Linked DNA regions of Bombyx mori: region 2 is linked to region 1. A link is a contact called in public Hi-C data. All regions are on one chromosome and are shown on one strand. Each heading gives the region's core, a stretch centred on a gene start, on an enhancer-like site or on the middle of the called end of the contact. The rest is flanking DNA. Distances are from core to core; before and after follow the strand shown. Region 1 has its middle 6.5 kb from the start of Miriab-8. Region 2 has its middle 49 kb from the start of Miriab-8.

Region 1 (4,503 bases), core at 1,349-3,848:
GTGTCCATTTTACGGAAGTACTAGGCCGAATGGTTATATACATACTCTCGTAGGAAAGTTATTTTAGTATACTGGATACTTGGTCATTCCTGATGCTGCGGACAGAATGGAAAGCAGTCGACGTCGCCCAAAACACGTCATTTCGGATCCTCCCGATCCACTAACGGTGCTTTTAGGTACCTCAAGCACCGGTCATCATTCTCGTCGAACGCGGCGCTTGCGACGAAGGGCTCGACGAGTAAATTAACCCATAGACACAGCCCACTGAGTTTCTCGCCGGATCTTCTCAGTGGGTCGCGTTTCCGATCCGGTGGTAGATTCTGCGAAGCACGGCTCTTGCTAGGGTTTGTGTTAGCAGCGTCGTCAGGCTTGAGCGTCGTGAGCTTACCTAATAGTTAAGATTACGCTGATATAGCCTCTCAAGGCTATTAGCTTAGGCAGGAAAAAAAAAAGGATACTTGGTCTATTCTTTGTGTAAGATCCTGGAAACGAACTATATTTTCGTAGTAACTTTGTTCATCTAGATAACAGTTTTACGCTTGGAATTGAAATTATGTATTTAAAACAAGATTAGACCGTAAAAGTGCATTTTACTGTGTGTATATTTATATATAGATGAACTACTTACTCTTAAGCCATAAGACTGAAAAATCCTCAAGTCAATTTTTTTACCAAACGCCTAGTATCTACGTTTTGATTTACTAATCTCGACGTTTAAATGTGATTTTCTTCAAATATGGCTTTATTATTAAAATATATTACAGCGCCATCTACTGGTAGATTACGGAACTACGTGGGAGAAGTGATCATGCACTTAATCTTAAAATTGTGAATTTTTGTATTAATGGAATTAAAAAAATATTTATTTTTGCCTATTCGCTAGTAGCCTAAGAGGCTATTTCAGCCACGCTGTGATTGGAAGGTGGGCTCACAGGGCATTATTACCTGAAAGAATGTGCTAATATTGGCCCTAGCAATAGCAGTGCTTCACAGAATCTACTGGCTGATCAGAAACGCGACCCACTGAGAAGATCCGGTGAGAAATCCAGTGGGTTTAAAAAAAATAATTATGAATCTTTTACCCAGAGTAAAAAGTAGTTATTATTTTGTCTACTCGGCATGACTCGTAAATAAAATTAAAGTTTTTTGTAGGATAAATGTTTCATTTAATTTCTTCAATTTATAAAATTCGATTTATCAATATTTTTTTTATTGCGCCTGAATTTATTTTATATTTTAATACGCTTATGTAAAAGTCAAGGACAGAAACAGGTACCATCGTTTTGTAAAGTTTAAAATGACCATAAATGAGGACCATTTAAGTTGTTTCCATATTCAATAACGTGACAGAGCGTCTGCGACGATGGTATGGTCATCTTGAGGAGAGGCGAAGCCATCGGATTAATCGATTTCTTCACAATCCCAAGCGATACAAAGGTAAGCTGTCCATTACATGGTAGCCAAAATATGGACAAAAATGATATCAGCAGCAACGTAATAGTCTACTAGTAATTATATAATTAAGAGCAATCTCTCGAAAGAAAATATGTTTTACAAGGAGATCCTAAATCAAATAAAATGTGCAAAGGGAAAAGAATCGCTAAAAAACCCTTATAAGTAACACATAGTCATAGTAGCATTACGAGTGACATTTTCTCTTCAACCCTCCACCGACTTCAACCATGTTTCGTTGCTTCACAAAAAACAATTCAATCACCTCATGGCTGTAAAAGAGAAATGTCATAAAGCCATTGTCTAAGGGGCGAAAGCTACGAAACCCTTCCGCATTCTGAACACACCAGGAAGAACGGTAACTGTAACAAAAAAAGAGAAAGTGCCGTAAAGGTACCAAAAACAAATCATCCAAACGGCCAATGGTAGCAGGGAATGCACTACTTTCTAAATTTACTTAGGATTTGTGATCATGTCCTTACCATTTGCACGGTGACTCTTGTGACATGAATATTGAGAAATGTATATTTCTCTTTTATTTTACTAATTGCTTCATTTACTATAGAGAATTCAGTGAAATGCATCAGTGGAAGTGAGTTTTAAGTTTTTCATTCGTTATTTTTTATTATAAAGTGAGGTTGGTGTATCAAATTATTTTAAATTTAAATTGCTTTTGGATTGTATTATTTTGTGGATATATTCATTAAATTTCATTGGTATGTAGCCAATACATTATGTAATTTTTTGAGTTTCAACTCCGCAGAATATTATTTTCATTTTTAATTACTCACTATCTTTTCTTTGTCGCAAATGGCACCCTCGGCATTGTTCTATGTGAAAAGTAAATAGGCCACCATTTTCCTGTGTACTACTACAGAGCCTTCCCATATACTTGCTAGCTATATCTATGTATGTATACTAATATTTTCTTGTTCGAATATAACCTTCCAACAAGAACCTGGCTCAATACTCGGCTGTACGTAACGTTTTATGCTAACCCTACAAACTGGCATTCAGCCATCGTTGCGCGAATACAACAATCACCCGAAAGCGGATCCAGCATCTGGCTACTTAAAGAGTAAGCGAGATGAATGTAACATTGATTGTGCGGCTGTGAGCGGTCGGTATCGAGCGGTCCGTTGTCATGGTAACAGACAATGGATTTTCGGTGCATAATATTTTAGGCTGCGTCGGGGTGCGGGTACGGGAGCGGGGGTGAGGGAAGGTCGAGACCGGCAGCCATCTTTAAAATTATATTCCAGTTTGGACGAACTCCTTCGATTCCGTACTACTTTTCTTTCTATGTAGGATAATGTGTAGGCTATGCGAGGGATGAGATAAATCACTTTTGGGTATGAAATAAAATTTTAGTTCCTTTATTTTTTCATTTTCCAGGGCTAAGTAAATTTTATTGTAGTGATACAAATAGCACGCAAGATATAGGTATATAGTCAGAGTAATGGTATTTAATAAATTAAATCTCCATAATTTCAGGTATTATTCAGAAATTTGTTATATTTCTAAGTATGGGTATTTATTTTAAAAACGCTATTACAAAAATTTTTGCTGAAATTAAATGCTAAAATTAATACTTTAGATTTTTACTATCAGTTACCTATCAGGGATGACCTTTTTTTACATAATATAATCATAAGTATTTCATTAGAAATAATGCACACAATAACATGATATTCTTAATGAACATATTTACAAAAAAATGTCCTTGCAAAACTGAAAATTGGTCTTTTATTATGTTCCTAGGTATACCTATTCTCTTTACCATCAAGTAGATTTGGAGAAATTAAATGTCCCAGAACAAAACACTAATTTTGTCAGTGTTCTATTAAAAATAATGTAAATGATAATCGTAATAAATAAATAAAAATTGCTTTTTTGGTATATACGGAATCCTAAAGACGAGTTTAATGTAATTTTTTATTTAGTAATATCAAAATTATTTAATGATGACTACAAATCACAACGCACGCTAAGCTTACAATAAGAGAAAAATACTAGATTATTTTTGTAAAAAAAAAAAATTATTCAAGTACATGAGAATCGTACGTAACTACCAAAGTTTTATGTGAATTTTTTGCTTATACTTGTTCAACGAGATGAGAGAGGCTCGTCTGCGGCTCAGATTCCCCTCGTAAAACCTCCGATTAATGTCGATCCTCCGACAGCGCCTCTCGTCTCGATTAAGCGATACTACACTACCTGCCTCGCCGTATTTTCGACAAACATTTTTTTCCATCTCAGAATTTCGAGTAATTATAAAATATATTTAATCGTTATACGGACAAAAATCGATTGGTTTACGCGCGTGTACAAAAACCTGTATAATCCTTATTCGTTCTAATTAATGATATCTTTGATTTGCTGTTTTCTATACTAATATTATAAAGAGGAAATATTTGTTTGTTTGTTTGTTTCGAATAGGCTCCGAAACTACTGGACCGATTTGAAAAATTCTTTTTCCATTAGAAGCCGACATTGTCCCTGATGAACATAGGCTACTTTTTTAAATTTTTTTTATATTTATTTTTTTGGTTTCATGTGTGTTTTAATGTTTCCGAAGCGAAGCGAGGGCGGGTCGCTAGTCAATAATATTCCTATAAAAAGTATTTTGCATAGATAATGTTTACGAATCTTTATTGTTTAACGGATTATCTGATCAAAATACATGTCTTTATAGATAAGCCATGTAAGGTATGTATCAAATGATTTCGTGGGAATATAACACCGACTAAATGGACAATATTTTGAATATAACGACAGTATTACACATCGAGGGCTATCTTTATACATGTTTTCGGTCGTTAAATGAATCAAGTGGTGGGGAGACGCAGGCGCGTATTGAAGGGTTAGATAAGGCTGGCGACACATAGACGGGAAATTAGTGTGGAGGCTCAGACGGTACCGAATAACTTCCGTCAAACAAAATATCAACTTAAAAGTTAATTTTTGTTTTTTTCAATTTCTGCTTAGGTTCGAAAATATATAATTTATTCATAATGCCATTCATACTACGGCAATATACCTACGCATTTA
Region 2 (4,503 bases), core at 1,208-3,707, 42 kb after region 1:
TGGAAATGATATGATGATAGTAATAGATAATTATGTCTACCTCTTTTCGTTATTAATTCGCTTACCAATTAAATATAATAATGAAGTAAATGTTAACATTGATCAATGTAAGTAATGGTTAATTAGCCAAAAGGTAAAACGTGTATTAAAAGATAATTTTATGAATTAAAATGAATAATGTTGGTTTTATGATACATTAAAGTTAAAAAACTTTTTTGGTGCGCTTAGGAATAAACGAGTTAGCCCCTAAAAGACATCGCACTGAATTTATGGTTTTAGGCAAATAATTACTAAATCACACTTGATTCCTTTTTTCTTGCTTACACGGGTGTACGAGCACACAGCACACCTGGTGTTAAGTGATTATCAGAGCTCATCAACATCAACAACGTTAATGCCGCCACTTACCTTGAGATATGAGTTCTAAGTCTCTGTTCTATAGTATATTTTAGTATAACGGCTGCCCCACCCTTCGAGCCGAAACGCATTACTGCTGCAAGGTAGAAATAGGCAGGGTGGTGGTAACCCGTGCGGAGTCACAAGACATCCTACCACCGCCATTAGCCTCACTAGGTGTAAATATTAGGGTAAATACATTGTTTCTTTCTTTCAATATTTTTTTCTAAGTGCTGAGACCAAAGTATGTGGTTTTTCAAGTTTAATAGGGTAAAATGATTTTATTGAATGATTTTAAAATGATTTACCTTGTTGAATTTGATACGTTGTCATATTTTTAATGTGTGACTACACCAAAGGCTTTTTTTAAATTATTTCTAATAAATAAAAAAAAAACTGTTAAGATACTAGTTTATAATAATAGCACTTAATATGCAATATTTTATGGAATAAAATATAAATTCATGATTTTATTAAATCTTAAAATGCCACCCGTGTTTGATATTATTCAAAAAATAAATATAAACGCATTTATGAATTTGTGAGAGCCATTTATGATAAGCGTTTGTTTTATATAATGAAACTTTTATTAAAATTAAGTAATAAATTATATTGAACGAGTACTTTAATTGTTACTCTATATTCAAAATGGCGTTCAAATTAGTGTTTTTTAACTAAAAAAACAGGATGTTTATTCCTATCACTATAATCTCGGTGGTAACGAATCGATAAAGTTAACTGTACTAAATGTTCAGTGTTATCTAAACCTAAAATCTTAAAACTAATTAAAACTACCTACACAGTTTAATCTTGTGTTCATTATTTTCATTCTTTGTCTTTAGGTAGTTTCTTCATTATCTATTATTTGTTGTTATTAGTAATACTTTGTTATTAATGATATATTTTAAATGTGATATTCCAGTGAACTTATACCTTACTTATGCCTTTTCAAATAGGTAATGATTTACGTTCAAGCCCTAAACATGATACAACTCTATCTTGTATTTATTAAGCCATATAAGATTATTTTATGAGTATTATGTTAATATTATGTTGTATTATAAAGAAGCACAATAAACATAATGTTTAGGATTCATTAAAGTAACGTAAATTTTAGGGGGAGTAATATTCTTACGTTTTTTTAAGGAAATCCGTAGACACCATATCACATACATTGCCAGACACCTGGAGACATGAGATTCCATTGTATTACTACTGTCCTAAATTTTAATCTGAAATGCAAAAGTGCTTTGCAACAGATATGTGCACCACGTATCCTTAGCGCCATTACGAAAGCTTGTACGAAAAGGAATTAAATATCCCAAGCCGACGGTGATAGTTTTTTGTATATAATTTTCGTTTTTCGCTGACCAAGTAAGAAGGAAGCGTTTCTTCCTACTCCAAAGAAATTATGCAGAACCAAATTAAAACTATTTTATGCTGGAAATAAATCACAGTTTACTGTCTCTGAGATCGTTATTAATAGACAAACAGTTTTATGAACGCTTGACTTACCGAGCTAATAGGCGGTTCACACGCAACATAAAACAATAACCTGTACCAGTGCCACGTGTTTTGATACGGTAAAATCGCTACTGCTTCTATAAGTGTGCTATTGAATTTTTCACTTTAAATCAGTATTGTATTTAAAACAGTAACCAAGGAAAAACTGAAAAATAACCTTAACAATAAATATGTGCGTAGTATTTGATAACCGTGTGTATAATTTGGAATTTTTGTGAACGACAATAAACTAACAAGGGCTGAAATAGTAAAGGAGAATGCGTTACTTTTCTGGGACACAGCGACACCCTCTTTCCATTATAATCCCATTGGAAACAGCTGACTCCTTCATAATTTATTATATCTATGGTATCGCCATCTAGTGTTAAGCAGTGGAACTACTTGACAATTAGCGCCATCTGTTTTGTCTTCAAGGTAGCTCTGTGAGCTGCACAACTACATACGCAAATGCTTTCTTCTCGGTCTCTCTACAGAGTTATAAGCGAGATGCATGATCTGTGCAAGATGTCTTCTAAATGACCTTTTAAAATACACGATGCTGATTGGCTGGCGGAATACTGGATGAACTAGTTTCTACAGTTTTGTACCAATCATGTCGTGTCAGGCGTACGAAGAACAGTCGGCCATGCGATTTCAGGCGGGGTTTGTATAAAGAACCTCCTTTATATTCCTGACGTATGCAGTCATTTTAGTTATGGCTGATGGCGTAGGACTACGTGTATTCATGAGAAATCTGCTGATTCTGCCCTAAGGCAGTAATAAAATTTCAGAAGAATTACACCAAAATGTTTTACGATGAATAACTAATATTGTAGGCTGAGATTTAAACTTTCACATACAAATATATACAAACAACACTGTACACACTAGCACTAAAATAACACTAATACAACATAAACAATAATACATCACTAAGCATTGTCACATTGACAGCAATTTTAAAGTTGTTGTCTTGAATTCAAAAGGAAAATCAAAAATTCAGATACATAAAAACCTTATAGCCGTCGGAAGACTAAACGGCTGCAGTTATGAACACCGTTAAAATTAACGCCAATACTATTAACAAAACAACCATCCAGTCCGAAATCAAAATACAACTGAAATTGCCTTTAAAATATAGAACATAAAATCTATTGAGAATAAATTAATTATAATGTAGTTTTTTTTATGTTCAATAAACAGCCGTGAAGAAAACGTTCCGCGTGATCAACGGACATCTGAAAGACGATAGCTTTGATATGCGCTTTAAGTCTGCGGTTTTGTGAGCTTCGCTTCATTTATTCAATCCAGAGCGGTTTCAATGCGTTATAAATTAAACATACAACGATAAAACAGAGATTTGATGTATTCTAAATCGTTCTTTATTTAATTAACATAACTATCAATATGTAAAGTAAATAATGAGGTGAATCTCTGACAGAATTTCAAACGAACAAATGTTTGTCGGCGCCGAGCGGAAGGCAGATTAAGCGTTTCACGTTATATTAGAATAGAAACATTAAGATAGGTGACTTAAAAATATGTTAATTTCTGTGTTATCCTTTTCAGAAGAATAATTTACTCAAATCGATTCAATATAAAGGTCAATATGAAGCTCACATAAATAATTATGTGTAATTAAGATGTAGTTAAGATACCTACATTATGTACAACTGCTTACTTCGTCCACTTACCTAGTTTTATGAGGCCTTCGAAACCGGGGAATACAAACAAGGCTTGATTTTTTCCAAATCGGTAATAGATCTCAGATTTAACTGTATTAGAACGGTAGCTAATTTAAGTATCAAACAGATACTTATGATCCAGAAACAAAAACAAGATGCTAATACATATAGAATCGAACGACTATTAACAAGGCTTAGGTACTTAAAAACAAATGAATGAGATATTATCGGCGTCAACTAAAAGCTTACTAAGTCTTTCGCCGTAAATTTTGCACGTCAACAAATAGCACTAGTTATTAGCGATATGCCACAGCACATACTCACTGTAGAGTATACGACAATAGTATATGCCAATATTAGAACCGAAAATAAATAAAATTAAAATTGTTTAGCTTTATGTTAAGTGTGCAAAATAATGCTCGAATTGGAAACGAGGGGATATATTAATTTAGGAAAACTAATTAAGGATATATAGAACCGCTACGGACGGATGATTCGGAATTATAATAACAGCTATTGGCGGTACGTACAAAAATCGTACCTATTACTACAATCGAAAAAATCTTGCATTTTTTTTTTTCCTACCTATGATGATAGCCTTGAGAGGCTATTTCAGCTTTGCCTTGACGTGTAGGTCAACTCAGGGGGCTCAAATCGGGAGTCTTGCTAACACTGGCCCTAGCAAGAATAGTGTTTCGCAGAATCTACCATCGAATCAGAAACGCGACCCATTGAGAAGATCCGACGAGAAACTCAGTGGGCTGTGTCTATGGGTTAATTTAGTCGTCGAGCCCTTCGTTGCAAACGACGAATTCGGCGAAGACGGTGACCAGTGCTTGAGGTACCTGAAAGCATCGTTAATGGATTGGGAGGGTCCGTAATGCTGTGTTTAGGGCGACGTCGACTGTTTACCATTCGG

Evidence for each region. Hi-C and Micro-C count contacts between places; a contact is called where the count stands out from the background.
Region 2: a Hi-C map of whole pupa shows a contact between it and region 1, with 4 times the contacts expected there. The contact joins two enhancer-like sites. A contact is called at or near these places in 2 of 7 Hi-C or Micro-C datasets (both in whole pupa).

What each region holds. Positions count from the first base shown.
Region 1 is chr6:6,372,618-6,377,120 of ASM3026992v2, forward strand. No RefSeq gene overlaps it. Among protein-coding and RNA genes, the nearest start is that of Miriab-8, 6.5 kb to the left of the region's middle. Within about 2 kb of position 2,599, at least 6 of the 8 cell types and tissues checked have open chromatin away from gene starts, as enhancers often do.
Region 2 is chr6:6,414,909-6,419,411 of ASM3026992v2, forward strand. No RefSeq gene overlaps it. Among protein-coding and RNA genes, the nearest start is that of Miriab-8, 49 kb to the left of the region's middle. Within about 2 kb of position 2,458, at least 8 of the 8 cell types and tissues checked have open chromatin away from gene starts, as enhancers often do.